Linked DNA regions of Sus scrofa: region 2 is linked to region 1. The links are chromatin contacts, called in public HiChIP or PLAC-seq maps. All regions are on one chromosome and are shown on one strand. Each heading gives the region's core, a stretch centred on a gene start, on an enhancer-like site or on the middle of the called end of the contact. The rest is flanking DNA. Distances are from core to core; before and after follow the strand shown.

Region 1 (7,204 bases), core at 2,356-4,855:
GGCTATTTAGATCACCAGCATAACATTCATTACAGAAGACCCATGGTATGTGAGGATTTGTGGTTTCATAAAGCTGAAGCAACCTCCAAGGTTCATAACAAGTGATTTGTTAATTTGCTGAGGCAAGAATTAGAGTCCCAAGGCTGAGGTCTGGGAGCAAGTAGTCTGATCTTATTCTTATTTAACACAATCTTTGTGGTATTTCTGTCCTTGTTTAATAGACATAAGAAAGAAATTATACTATGTGATTGCAATAATGAAGATGTTAGGGTATATTCTAGAAAGAATGATCGGAGTCCATTATACTATGAATTGCTGGCATAATAAAATACTAAAAGGAAGAGTCAAAATGTAAGATATTTTCCAAATTATCTCAGTTCCTCCATCTAGTGAGTAACATCCTGCATTCACTGATGATCATATTCTCCTTTGATAGTACTATCTTCCTAGCTGAAATGATGATTTACTTGTTACTTAAAGAAACAAAGGTGCATATAAACACAAATTTTCATCATTAAGCAAAAAGTAAGCATCTCCCCAAGCCATTTAGATTATTACAGGCATTGTTGCATATATTATCAACGCTTTTCAGTTTTTAGTGCGTGTTATGCACCATTAGTGTCCCTTTATCCAGATCAGAATCATACAGGCAGTTTCGCCTAATGGAAAGCATTAAGAATTGGTTCAACTTTTCTTTCTTTCTTTTTTTTTTTTTCCTGTCTTTTTGCCATTTCTTGGGCCACTCCCTTGGCATATGGAGGTTCCCAGGCTAGAGGTCGAATCGGAGCTGTAGCTGCTAGCCTATGCCAGAGCCACAGCAGCGCGGGATCTGAGCGTGTCTGTGACCTACACCACAGCTCACGGCAACGCCGGATCCTTAACCCACTGAGCAAGGGCAGGGATCAAACCCACAACTTCATGGTTCCTAGTTGGGATTCGCTAACCACTGCGCCACAACGGGAACTCCTGGCTCAACTTTTCTATGCTTTAGTCTCCTCACCAACCAAAGAGTCTAGCGAATGAGTGGTACAAAGAAACTTGTTAGAGCTTCTGCGTGATCCAAACAGCGTAACCGGTGAAAGTGTACCTAAAAACTCAATTTTTAACTAAAGGCAAGGCATTGTAAATTTAACCGAAGAAACGTGTTGAGTACTCATTATAAGTAGAGAAGTACAACTTTAATGGCCATTCAAAAGATGTACTAGAGAGCAACTGAAAAGAAAAGAAATTGAATAGGTAGACTTGGGGGAGGCACAGGGGAAAGACCAGCTATCAAAGCCTAGAAAAGATACAATCAAATTTTGGAGAAGGACAAGCATCCCTTGTTTAACTTGCCCCTCTCCTACAAGCAGCAACCTCATCTTCTGACTGGCTTCTTCCAGAATTATACAAATTATACATATAATTTGGGAGAAGAAGAAGACACCAAAAAGCTGAGGAAATTGCAATCACCTAATTGAGAGCTCAGGAGGCAGAGATGTCATAGGCCCTGGAGATGACAATGTTGTCCATAGCCATAGTCCAAAGCTGCACTCAGTTCACCTTTCCATTTTTTATATTTAAAGTTTAGGCAATTTTTTGGTTCTCTAGTTAGGATTTATATCATTTTTCCTGGTAATGCAACTTCAGTACATTACCCTTGCCTTAAGCCACTTCACCCTCGTGAAACTAAAGTGGAACGGGCATTCAGAAGAGCGCGCTCAAATCATACGATCCCATTTTCCCACAACGGCTCTCTGCTCTCAGTAGTCGTCTCCCTCATCGACACCATCATTCACCAAAGTATTTGAGCCCTAACTTTGTGCCAGGAACTGTCCTGGCATCAGGGTAACCAAACAAACAGGACCCACATGACCCCATGTATCCTCTCAAACGGGGGACAAATATCAAATAAGCAAATGAACACACAAATTACAAATTGGGATCAATTCTGTGAAGGGTGAGTACTCTAACAGAGAAAAGTTGGGGGTTACAGAACTACTTTATTTATTCATTCATTCATTTTAGGCTGCACCTGCAGCATCTGGAAGTTCCCGGGCAAGGGGTCCGATTGGAACTTCAGCTGCTGGCCTACACCACAGCCACGGCAAGCGCAGAAGCTGAGCCGCTCTGACACCTCCACTGCAGCTTGCTGTTACGCCGGATTCTCAACTCACTGAGGGAGGCCGAGGATCGAACCTGCATCCTCATGGACACTCTGTTGGGTTCTTAACCCGCTGAGCCACAAACGAAACTACCAGAACTACTTCAAATAGGGTGGTCAGGCAAGGAGACTGAGATAGAGACCTGAGGAAGAGAAGCCGACATCTATAGCAAAGGAAGGAGGTGGGGGAGTGTCTGTGTGTGAGTATGTGTGTGTGTGAGAGAGAGAGCATTCTAGGAATAGAGATCAGAAGGTGCAAGCTGGAGTGTAAAAGCATAGGGAGAAAAGATGGAACTGAGGCCAGTGTAGCTGGAGCCTGCGGAGCAGTGACAAGAGACTGAAAACGAGGGTCAGGAACATAACGTTCAGGGAGGACCTTGTAGGCCGAGGCAAGGAGTCTGGATATTATCTCAATGCAATGGGAAGCCATAGGATTACTTCAGGCAGGTTGATTTACACTGTTTTTCTTGGTGAAAGATCACGCTGGTAAAACGAGATGTGAAAAAAGGTTGTAATCTCAGAGAATCGAAAGTCAAACGTAGTAACTGTTCACTTCTCCGGGTCTCGGATTTTGCATCTGTAAAGCAAGTGGCATGAGCTAAAAGCCATTTCCTCCCCGCCGCGATGTGCCTAGGCTGGGAGTTTCGACAGCATGGGTCATGTCAGACAAACTGCGGAACTCCCCTCGCTCCGCCGACGCCAAGCACGCAACTGACGCCCTGAAACTGTTGGTCAAGCAAATGAATCAATGAATGGCGGGTCGGGGCTGCGAAGGAGGCGCTCTGGCCGCGGGACCAGGCCCCGGGGCCTGAAAAGAACGCACTACGCGGCACGCCAGAGGCCGCGAGAGCCGGCCGGCGAGGAAAGCGGGGGCCTGCTCCGCCACAGCCAAGCGCGGCGAGGAGGGAGGCCCGGGCCTCGCGGGTTGAGGGCAGGAGGAGCAGGACTCCCGGACCGAGACAGGGAGCTGGAAAAGAAGGCCGAAACGCGGGGTTAAGGAAGGCTTCTGGGCCCCAGGCCTGGCGGCCCGGGCACTTACCGCAGCCGTCGCCAGACTGTGCATGTTGGGAGCGGCCGCCGCTCTCCTCCAACTGCCGGACGCGCCGGACTCGCGTCCCAGCTTCAGCGCCTCTGCCGCCAAAGATGATGAGCCGCCGCAGCCGCCATCCGCCTCCGGCTCGCTCCGCCCCCTTCGCAGCCCTCTGACCTTTCACCTCTGACCCCTCCCACACTACCTCTTCCCGCCTCTCAGCTCTCCAAAGAGTTAACAGTCCTAGAGTTTATCCTTTGTCCCTTAAGATTCAGGACCAGAAGGACGTCTGCCACCTACTAGTCCTCGCATTCCCCGGCTCGGAGCAGGTATCCCCATAGAGGGGCGTGAACTCTGAGCCTCCTCCAGAGGCCAGTAAAGGGCGGGAAAAACCCGGCAGTCTGGAGGGGACAAGTAGTGCGCATGCCCAACAGGGCTGACGCGGAGGGAAATGGTGGGCGGTGCAAAGTGCGTGAGATGGATAGTGCGCGTGCGTACTACGATCAGTACAGGGGCGGGGCTACCTCTGCGAGATTTCCCTCGGTGCTGGGGCGGGGCGAGGGCGTAGGAGGGGCGGAGTTTCCAGGCTTTCGCGCACGCACCTCGTCTGGTCGCGTCGAGTGTGCGTGCGTGCGTGCGTGTTTGCGTGTGGTCACAGTTCCCGCCATCAGCCGCTCTCCCTGACTGGGGGAGTGAGCGGCCCCTCTCTTTCGTGTTTGGTGTCCCTTCCTTCCTTACCCCCAGCTCCTCCCCCTCCGCTTGGACTCCGTGCTTCCGGCAGGCCTGTCCGGCGCTCCGGACTCGCGGGCACAGGTAAGGCGGGCCCGGCGAGCGTCTCCACAGAGCCGTTTTACCCTGGCCCCCCCACCCCCCGCCCCTTGCGGTCCGCCCACTCGGCGTTCACTCCTCTGGAGTTCGTCCGGCTGCTGCTCAGCCCGCCCCCATCCCCGCGACGCCCCCTCTGGCCTCACAGGTACTCTACTTGGGTCTTCCCCCAGGCTTTCCCCCTCCTTTGACCTGGTCTTTTACTGTCACTCGCTCCCCCCCGCAACTCAAACCTGGCTCCTTTTTGCTGGGGGCTGTCCTCCGCTGCGCCCCCCTTAGCGAGGCCTGCTATCACTTAAGGTGACTTCCGTTGCCGCACGTCCATCAGGCCTTGGGACATGATACTGTTTCATTCTATTGACCATTCTTCATCTTCTCTCCCTTAACCATCTCTTAACTAAAAAGCATGAATTGTATTTTTGTCGTGGTTTTGGTTGGTTGTTCCCCATCTTTAGCCATCGGATCAGATTGTCAGGTTTACCCGTTGTAGGTCATGACACGAAAAGATAATTGATGACAAAATCCTCTTTCTGGAGAGTTGGCCTGGAGTAATTTTATAATCCTTTCAAAATGTAGTTTCTGTGTAAATGCCTATTTTGTGGAGGCACTATCCGACATGTCTAACTGGAAAAGCTATCAGAGGATGTCAAGTAGGCAGTTGATTATACTGGGTTTGCGCTCAGAATAGAGTTCTGAGTGGATATATAGGCAGATGTGTGTGTATATAACTATATACAGGTCTGTGCGTGCATGTATATATATCTATATCTATATGTATATATCTGTTATGTTGAAAGTAATTGAAGCTCTGGTTGTGGATGAAATTGCCTAAAAAGAGTACAGTGCTAGAAAGGAAGGGGACCTCGGATGGGGCACTGAGGAATTCTTGGCATTTCGTAGCTGGATAGAGGAGTACAAGTTTTGTAGAAAAGGTGAAAGAAGTTATCAGTAGTGTTGAATTCCGGGAGTTCCTATAGTGGCTCAGCGGTAACGAACCCCAGACTAGTAACCATGAGGACTCAGGTTCCATCCCTGGCCTCACTCAGTGGGTTAAGAATCCAGCATTGCTATGAGCTGTGGTGTAGGTTGCAGAGAAGGTTTGGATCCCACGTTGCTGTGGCTGTGGTGTAGGCCTGCAGCTGCAGCTCCGATTGGACCCCTAGCCTACTAATTCCATATGCCATGGATGTGGCCCTAAAAAGCCAAAAAAAAACAAAAAACAAAAAACCAAAAAAAAAAAGTGTTGAATTCTGCTGAAAGGTAAAATTGAATGAAGACTGAAAAGTCCGGTGAATTAAAGTAGTTGATAATTGTAGCAAGAGATGTTTAATTTTGGGTATCTGGGTTCAGTCTTAGATCTTGTTCTCCTTTTAGGTTTTCCTTCCAGCCTAAGCTTTAAATTGCACCTGTATATTGATGACTTAAGAATATTTATTTCCAGTGTCTTCCTTTTGTTTTCAGCTCAAGATCTAAGTAGCCAACTGTCTGCTGGACATCTCAACTTGATTTTTTTTCTTAGACATTTACAGTAGAACATGTCTACAACTAAAGGTTTATTTCTCTCCATACTCAAATGCTTTCTCATTCAGTGTTCCATTACATAAAATGCTATCTCCATTTATCTATGCACATAGCCTAGAAACTTGAAAACCATTCTTTTTTTTTTTTTTTTTTTTTGGTCTTTTTAGGGCTGTACCCAAAGCATATGGAAGTTCCCAGGCTAGGGGTCGAATTGGAGCTGTAGCTGCCAGCCTATGCCACAGCAATGCCAGATCCAAGTTGCATCTGTGACCTATACCACAGCTCATAGCAGCGTCAGATCCTTAACCTAGTGGGTAAGGCCAGGGGTCAAAACCCGTGTCCTCATGGACACTAGTCAGGTCTGTTACCTCTGAGCCATAGCAGGAACTCCTTGAAAGCCATTCTTAATTTTGTCCTCATCCCGTGTATCTATATCCTCTTCAGATTCTATTTATTCTATTTCCATTATATGTCTTGAATCCATTTCTGTACATTTTCAGTATCATTTTTCTAGTTCAAGCCACAATCCTCTTTCACCTGGACTTAGTGTTACTGGTTCCCTATATACACATCTGTAAAATGGGAGTAGTAATCACCTTATTGGATTGCTGTGAGGATTAAATGAAATAACCATGGTAAGCACATGGCACAGAGTAAATGGCTAGTAGGCATTATTGTTATTGTAATGTGTTTTAAGCTGAATCATTTCAGTACTCTCATATCTGGTTGTCCTAATTTCTTCTATTCCTGCTCCTTTCACTCCCTTCCCCAAACCCAGACAATCCATATCACTTTTCCGTTCAGCAGTAACATGTCATTTCTCTGCTTAAAAACCTTCAGTGGATTTCCCATTACCTAGTGCTTATTACATTAAATTTCAAAATCCTTATTAGAGCCTACAAGATTCTACATAACTTGATTCTTTCCTGCTTTACTTGGTGTATCTTGCACCATCCTCTTCTTCAGTAAACTCCAGCCACACTACTTTTCATTTCCTTAGTCACACCAAGTTATTTTCCATCACAGGGCCTTTATATGTGCTGTTTTGGATTGTCCTAGCGTGACCACCCCCCAATTAACTCATTCTTCAATTTTCAGCTTAAGTGGTACTTCCTCAGAGAAGCCCTCTCTTGATACTCCCTAACTTCCACCACTCCCTAGTATTAAATTGGTTACTCCTGTTATAATCTCTCATCATGCCCTTAACTTTATATCATTTTTTAGAACTTGTAATTATATATTTATTTGTGTGATTATTCACAGTCTGTCTCCTACTAGAATATAGGCTAGGAACTATTTCATTTCTGTTTTTTTAGAATTTGGTAAATGAATAAGTAAATTGAAGCTTGCTCTAAGACCCATCATGCCTTTGGGAAACACCAGCTTACTAAAATTCTTGTCAACAATGACAAGTACCATTTCACTCTGCAGACAAATTAAAGAACACACAAAAAACCAAAGGGTTATCCAGCTTTGGATGATATTACCCATTCTTATGTCATCAAATCATTCAGATTTTAGACTCTAAATTGGAGATAAAATTTCTCTAGTTCAGCTTCTCTCTTCACTTCCAGCCACCACACTAATTTTATTTCTTTGTGCATTTATTTTGTGGATCTTTTTAGGAGAGAAAGCCCTTAGAAATCAGAGCAGTAGTTTATATATTTTAAAAGGTTAAACTGCAA
Region 2 (7,479 bases), core at 2,115-4,614, 300 kb before region 1:
TGAAACAAGAACAGGCTCTATAAAATAATTCCAAGTGACAAAAAAGAGCACCCTGACATGTTCTTTTCCTAATAAAGTCTCTGAAGTAGAAACCATGGGTGCAGCAGTAAGGATCAGAAGAGGATTTAAAAAATCTTACACGGGATCGATGTTATTCAATGTTGAAGAAGCATTTTGAGTTTTCTGCTTATTCATTTACTCTTTGGCCAAAGCTTATTTTTATTATAGAGGATCCAGAGATGCAGTGAAAGGAAATCAAATAAGGAGAGAAATGATTAGGGAAATGTCCACAGCTCATGGGACTGGGGACTATCTCTTGAGGACAGTCAGGGTCAGAGACAGTCCCTGAGGCTTTTCTTGTCTTGTCTTGCCATTTTTTTTTTTTTTGCTTTTCTTAGGGCTGCACCCTCGGCATATGGAGGTTCCCAGGCCTAGGGGTCTAATCAGAGCTACAGCTGCCAGCCTGTGCCACAGTCACGGCAACACCAGATCCGAGCCATATCTGCAACCTATACTGCAGCTCACGGCAATGCTGGTTCCTTAACCCACTGAGTGAGGCCAGGGATCAAACCTGCATCCCCATGGTCGGATTCATTTCCACTGTGCCATGACGGGAACTCCCCTGAGATTTTCTCCAAAACTTTTCATCCGTAGCACAAGATCTCACATGTAGTATATGTTCAAGAAATGTCTTCGGAGCTCTTAACTAAGATGATGCAGTGCCTGAAATATTGGCCATCTTCCTCAGCATCATTCTCTCTCGGGGCAGTTTCCTCCATTGCCCCTCAGCCCCTATGTCTTCAGGCATTTGCCCTGGTTCTCTGAGGGCCAGAGCAGACAGTGGGACTGTCACTCAACCCTCTGCCTAACTGCCTCCAGTGCCTCCACCAAAAATGAATGTCAGCCTGGCTAGAAGCTAGGTTCTCATGAGCCGGATGATTCTCACACTTGGAGTCACACCCACCGTCCTTTCATCAGAACCGCCTCCTTTGTCCTGAGTGTGTGAAATGGCCACGTCACAGATGGGGTTCACCAGAGGTAGATGCTGAGATGGAGTGTGGGGTGCAAGGGGTTCATTGGCAGCCAGCCCCTGTGAAAGAAAAGGAGGGGACGGGAGCAGCATTGGGTAGAGGCAAAGTTGAAGAGTGATGCAGACTGGACAAAGCCTCCATCCGCACAGGCGCCTTGAGCTCTGCAGGGGGTTTTGCCCACCAGGGTGCCCCTCACTGGGTTAAAATGGCTGAGCCTTTACACGCCTACTTCACTCAGTCATCAGACACGTGGGCAGCCCCGAGAATGGGAGAGTGGGTTTTCTGACCCCTAAGGAGCTGCTAGCTCAACACTGCTACCCCACTCCCTGTAGATGGGCAGCACATCTTTCCATGAAGGGAAGCATCTCTGTGTTTGCTATGGGGCATTTGGCAGAGGAGAAAACTGAGGTCAAAGTCATGGTCATTGAGCAACAAAGCTATGAGTCCAGCTTGTGATTCTGCCTGCATCCTTAACATCGCCCTCCTTGCCTATCCTGTAGTGACGCAGCACTACCCCAGCAGAAGGCCCCAGGCAGAGCCTCCCCATCAAGGGCTCCGATGGAGAGCATGTCACTGAATGGCCTGTAAGTGATCAGAAGGGGCCACAGGATACCCAGCTGGGCCAATGACATTCCCTATGGCACCAGAAAGCGAGGCCCAGAATGCCCTTCTTACACATTCCATCTCTTCCCTCTGCCATCACCCCTTGGACTTTGGCCCCCATTTCTCTGATCCTACCTGTATTCCTACCTTGTGCCTGCCTCTAACACACACCCTACCCCGCTGTACTCATGCCTGCTGTCTGCCTTCCCTGGCACACTGAGTGCTTCCATAGCCCAGACGCTGTCCTGGTCATTACTTCTTAACTATAGCTTTGCATCATTTTACTTTCACTTTATTTTGTTTTGGCTACACCCAAGGCATGCAGAAGTTCCTGGGCCAGGGATCAAACCTGCGCCACAGCAGCGACAAAGCTGAATTCTTAACCCACTGAGCCACCAGGGAACTCCCTGAATCATTTTACTCTTAATTTCAAAAGACAAGCAAGTCAGAGTTTCCTGATGACCTAGCAGTTAAAGGACCTGGCATTGACACTACAGTGGTCCAAGATCATTCGCTGGCTGGGAACTTCTGCATGCCGTGGGTGCAACCAACCAACCAAACAAAAAAGACCCGCAAGTCCACATCAGTTGGCTTTGGAAGTAGAATGTAATCAAATTCAAATAACTAGTCTGTCTGCGCCCTGACTTCCCATGAGACTAGTACCTACCCCCACAGAGATGTAGTGAAGACAGAGTAAGGCCAATACCTGAAACATACCAGGTGTTCATCCCCTAGGAATGGTTGTTATTTTAAGTGAATAATTCAAGGTGAAGATCAAGTCTTCTTGCACTAAATGAAGACAGCAAGAACTCAAAGACAATCCTAGGGAAACAGATGCATCTCTAAGTCATCATTCCAGGAGAAGGTGATGCATTTCCTGGGATTTTAAGTTTATTTATTTATTTTTAGGGCCGCACCCCCTGCATACAGAAGTTCCCAAGCTAGGAGTCGAATCGGAACTGCAGCTGCTGACCTACACCACAGCCACAGAAATGTCAGATCCAAGCCAGATCCTACACCGCAGCTCACAGCAACGCTGAATCCCCAACCCACTGAGCGGGCCAAGGATCGAACCCTCATCCTTCTGGGTACTAGTCGGGTTTGTTCTGCTGAGCCACTAGGGGAAATCCAGATTTTAAGTTTAAAATGAGGCAATTTAAAGAAAAGTATTAGGTAAATGGCAGCCTAGGTGGCACGTGGATGTGACTAAATTTGTGTTGGAGTTCCCCTTGCGGTTCAGTGGGTTAAGAAATCGACCAGTATCCATGAGGATATGGGTTTGATCCCTGACCTCACTCAGTGGGTTAATGATCCAGCCTTGCCACAAGCTGCAGTGTAGGTTGCAGTTGCAGTTTGGTTCTGGTGTTGCTGTGGCTATGGCGTAGAGCCGTAGGCGGGAGCCTGTGGTTCTGATTCACCCCTAGCCTGGGAACATCCATATGCCTTGGGTGTGGCCCTAAAAAGACAAAAAAGAAAACATCTGTGAAGGAAGCTTCAAATGATGGTGTTTGGGGAAGCACAGCCTATGCCTAGGGCATTATTAAACCCATCTATCCTCTGGTGGGAAAAAAGAGGCGTCCCAGAGAGGGCGGTAGGGCCACTGGCCGAGCGTACAGTGTAGACAAGTCCAGCTAACATTAACTCCATCCAATTGAGAGGTCCTCTGCCTGACGAGGAGTTCCAGAGAGCTCCTGGGGATATGTGTGTGAGGTGGACTTTCTCAGCCTAGGAGTCCAGTCTGCCAGATCCTGCCCTCCTCATTCCTTCCACCAATGGTGCATTGGACGTTGTGCTGGAAGAAAGGTCAGAAGGCGTAAGTTCAGGTCCAAAGAGCTTATTTGCTCTGTGTTCTTGAGCAAGTCAGGTCCCCATTTGTTGCCTCACTTTCCCCATGTGATTTTGGGGTCAAAATGAAAGAGCTCTAAGTTTAGGGCAGGGCAGGTGGTTCTTTAACCATTGCAGTGTAATCATCAGGACCAGCAGAGGGCGCCAGACCCTAAGGAGCAGATTGGAGGCAACCTTCAGACCCTCCGGTAGAGGGTGGAGAGTGCCACACTGGAACAGAAAGAGTGGCAGCTTCCAAAAGAGATAGGGTGGGTACCCAAGGGAGGGTACCCAAATGGAGGGCCAGGGCCTCTCAGGAGAAAGAACTCTGTATGGGCACAGGGCGAGTGAGCAGTGTCCCAGCTTGGCTCTGGGCAGGGCACTTTATCACTCTGGGTTAATAGCAATTAGAGAGCAACCAGTTGCTGTTCAAAAACAACATTCCATTCCAGCACCTCTTTCCCTTAGGAGCCTCCATTTTTGGGTGGGTGTTGGAAATTAGTCTCTCCCCCCCAAAAAAATTTAAAATCCTTGAGAAAAAGAAATGTAGAATCATGGGAAACTTTCGTGTTCTATAGGATACCCAAATGCATCATTTTTACCTCATCTAAGAGTGAAGTTTAAAAATTAAAAATGAGACATTTAAGCAACTCATTAGCACATTATTGGTAATGGTGAAAAAAAAAAAGCTAGAAACAGCCTAATTGTCAATGAGGAAATAAATACCTATATTATAGCAAATACTACCATAAGATACAAAATCTCTACATATATTGATGGTGTCAAGATTGTTAATGAAGAATACAAGAACAGTGCCCCAGGATAAATCTTATATATGGGTAAATTTCCAGAAGGAAACACAAGAAGCTGTTTTTTTTGTGGGTTTTTTTTTTTTTTTTTCCCAAGGTAGGTAGTGGTAGGCAGTGGTTTGATAAGGGATCTCAGTTCCTAGACCAGGGATCAAAACCCAGCTGCCCCGGTGAAAGCACTGAGTCCAACCACTAGATAACCAGGAAACTCCCCAAGAAATTGTTTAACAGATAATGGGAAATGGAGATTAACTTTTCAATTTTATCTCTCTGTGTACTACCTTGGAATTTTCTTTTTTTTTTTTTTTTTGTCTTTTTGCTATTTCTAGGGCCACTCCCACGGCATATGGAGATTCCCAGGCTAGGGGTCTAATCGGAGCTATAGCCACCGGCCTACGCCAGAGCCACAGCAACTCAGAATCCGAGCCACGTCTGCCACACACACCATAGCTCATGGCAAAGCCGGATCCTTAACCCACTGAGCAAGTGGCAGGGATCGAACCCGAAACCTCATGGTTCCTAGTCGGATTTGTTAACCACTGCGCCACGACGGGAACTCCTACCTTGGAATTTTCTAACTGCGTGTGACTTGTTTTTTTTTTTTTTTTTTTTTTTGAATGTCAACAGGGATTATCTGTTGGAGATTACGGGCCAGTTTTATTTGATTCTTATGCTTAACATTTTAAAAGTCAAAAATGTTTTGTTCTTTTGAATGGGTAGCATGTTATAAGCTTCAAAAAATTGAGGCAATACTACAAAATATGCATGGAAGTCATCCTCCCACTTTGTCCCCCTCTACCCCACTTTCTTACCTCCCCATTCCTCCCCTAGCCCATCTTCTGCCAAATCCCATAATAAACTTTTATTGTTTCATCTATCCTGCCAGTGTTTCTTTGTACAGAATCAAACAATAAGAAGGGGGAATTCTAGGAGTTCCTTTTGTGGCGCATCAGAAACGAATCTGACTAGTACACATGAAGATGCAGGTATGATTCCTGGCCTTGCTCAGTGGTTCAGGGATCCAGTGTTGCCATGAGTTGTGGTGTAGTTTGCAGATGAGACTTGGGTCTGGCGTTGCTGTGGCTGTGGTGTAGGTTGGCAGCTACAGCTCTGATTCAGTCCTTAGCCTGGGAATGTCCAGTGCCATGGGTGTGGCCCTAAAAAGAGGAAACAAAGAAAGAAAGAAAAAGAAAAAGAGTGGGATCCCAGAAATTCCTGTCGGTGGCTTAGTGGTAACAAACCCAGCTAGTATCCATGAGGACTCTGGTTTAATCCCTAGCCTTGCTCAGTGTGTTAAGGATCTGGTGTTGCTGTGAGCTATGGTATAGGCTAGCAGCTGCAACTCTGATTCAACCCCTAGCCTGGGAACTTCCATATGCTGCAGGTGTGGCCCTAAAAAGACCAAAAAGTGGGGGGTGGGGTCCCTTTCTTATACAAAAGGTAGGATACTGTATACCACTTTGCCTCTTGCTTCTTCCATTTAACAATATGTTCTTTCTTTCTTTTTCTTTCTTCCTTCCTTCCTTTCTTTCTTTCCTGTCAAACTTGAGCCACAACAGCAACCTGGGCCACAGCAGTAGCAATGCTGGATCCTTAACCCACTGAGACACCATGGGACTCCCTGAATATCTTTTTTTTTTTTTTTTTTTTTTTTTGCTTTTGTCTTTTTGGGGCTGCATTGCAGCATATGGAGTTTCCCAGGCAAAGGGTCTAATCAGAGCAGTTGCTGCTGGCCTACACCACATCTACAGCAATGCCAGATCCTTAACCCACTGAGCGAGGCCAGGGATAGAACCTGCAACCTCATGTTTCTTAGTCGGATTCGTTTCCACTGCACCACGATGGAACTCCTCCCTGAATATCTTTCTCTATCACTGAAAAAAAATCTTTCCCTTAGTCCTCCTCCCCCCTTTTCTAACTTATTAGTGCTATGTATTTCCCCTTAGCACTGCTTTAGCCATTTTAGAAATGCAGAAATCAAGGCTCAAAGAAAGTAAGTGATTTGCTGAAAATTACACAGGTAGTGTGACACTGTTGGCTGGGCAGATCAGAAGCTCTGTTGAGCCCAGACTCTTCTCAAAGGCCCTCTGTGCCTCTAGGTAAACTAGGACTTGCATACTACAAGGGGCTCTACAGGAGAAAACTTAGTCTATTATTGGCATTGGACATGTGCCAGATGATGGAATGGGGTTTCCTGAAGAAGGTAGACTGGGGGGCAAGGGGAGAGCCAGCAAATTTATAGGCCCCAGAGGTAGAGTCATTGTGTGTGAAAGAAAGGTGGTAGAGGTGGGGAGATGGGATTAAGATGGCAGAATAGAAGGACTGGAGCTCACCTTCTCTCATAAAAACAACAAAATCACAGCCAAATTCTGAACAACCTTCAACCAAATGGACTGGAAGCTTTCAAAAAGATAACCTACTCCAGAAGACAAAGAGGAAGCCACATTAAGAGGTAGGAGGGACGATTATATGATATAAGCAATCCCACACCTTCTGGGTGGGAAGCTCACAGACTGGAAAGTAACTGTATCACAGAGACTCACCTGCAGGAGTGATAGTTCTGAGCCCCACATCAGGTTCCCACACCTGGGATCTGGCATTGGGAAAAAGAGCTCCTGGAGCATCTGGCATTGAAGGCCAATGGGGCTTGTGTGCAGGAGCTCCATGGGACTGGGGGCAATGGAGACCCCATTCTTGAAAGGTGCACACAGGCTTTCATGTGCATAGGGTCCCAGGGCAAAGCAGAGGCTCTATAGGAATCTGGGTCAGACCTGACTGAAGTTCTTGGAGGATCTCCCCAAAAAACAGGGGGTGACTGTGGCTCGTTGTTGGGGAGGGACGTTGGAGGCAAAGATCTCGGGAATATTCATCAGCATGTGTTCTTCTAGAGGTAGCCATTTTGGGAAGTCTGGCCCCACCATCAGTGCTGAGAAGCCCCAGGCCAAACAATAATTCCAGGTGGGATCACAGCCCCACCCATCAGTACAGAGCTCACCTAAACACCCTCCAGGCACACAGCTGCCTCTAATCTCGCCCAGAAACAAAGCCCCACCCAACAGAGAGATAGGAATCAGCCCCACTACCAGTGGGAAGGCACCAGCCCCTCCCATCAGGAAGCCTACAGCAAGCCCTCTACCAACTTTAGCCACAAGGGGGGGCGGACATCAGAAGTAAGAGGCTATAACACCATTGTCTGCAAAAAAGGAGACCAC

The links. HiChIP or PLAC-seq counts read pairs in DNA pulled down with a chosen protein or histone mark.
Region 2: an H3K27ac HiChIP or PLAC-seq map of alveolar macrophages shows a contact between it and region 1. The contact joins the enhancer-like site here to the promoter of CNOT9 in region 1. A contact is called at or near these places in 2 of 5 promoter capture datasets (fetal liver and liver), 3 of 47 Hi-C or Micro-C datasets (embryonic fibroblasts, heart right ventricle and liver) and 2 of 2 datasets of contacts at active chromatin or transcription factors (alveolar macrophages and skeletal muscle).

What each region holds. Positions count from the first base shown.
Region 1 is chr15:120,586,755-120,593,958 of Sscrofa11.1, reverse strand. It overlaps CNOT9 (cell differentiation protein RCD1 homolog), which reads right to left and starts at 3,605. Exons shown (of 9, transcript XM_001925220.5): 1 at 3,183-3,605. The coding sequence starts at 3,206. It overlaps USP37 (ubiquitin carboxyl-terminal hydrolase 37), which reads left to right and starts at 3,729. Exons shown (of 24, transcript XM_003133658.6): 1 at 3,729-3,986.
Region 2 is chr15:120,885,701-120,893,179 of Sscrofa11.1, reverse strand. No RefSeq gene overlaps it. Among named protein-coding and RNA genes, the nearest start is that of WNT6, 12 kb to the left of the region's middle. Within about 2 kb of position 3,364, at least 7 of the 83 cell types and tissues checked have an H3K27ac peak or open chromatin away from gene starts, as enhancers often do. A contact at or near this core is called in alveolar macrophages, where this site is marked.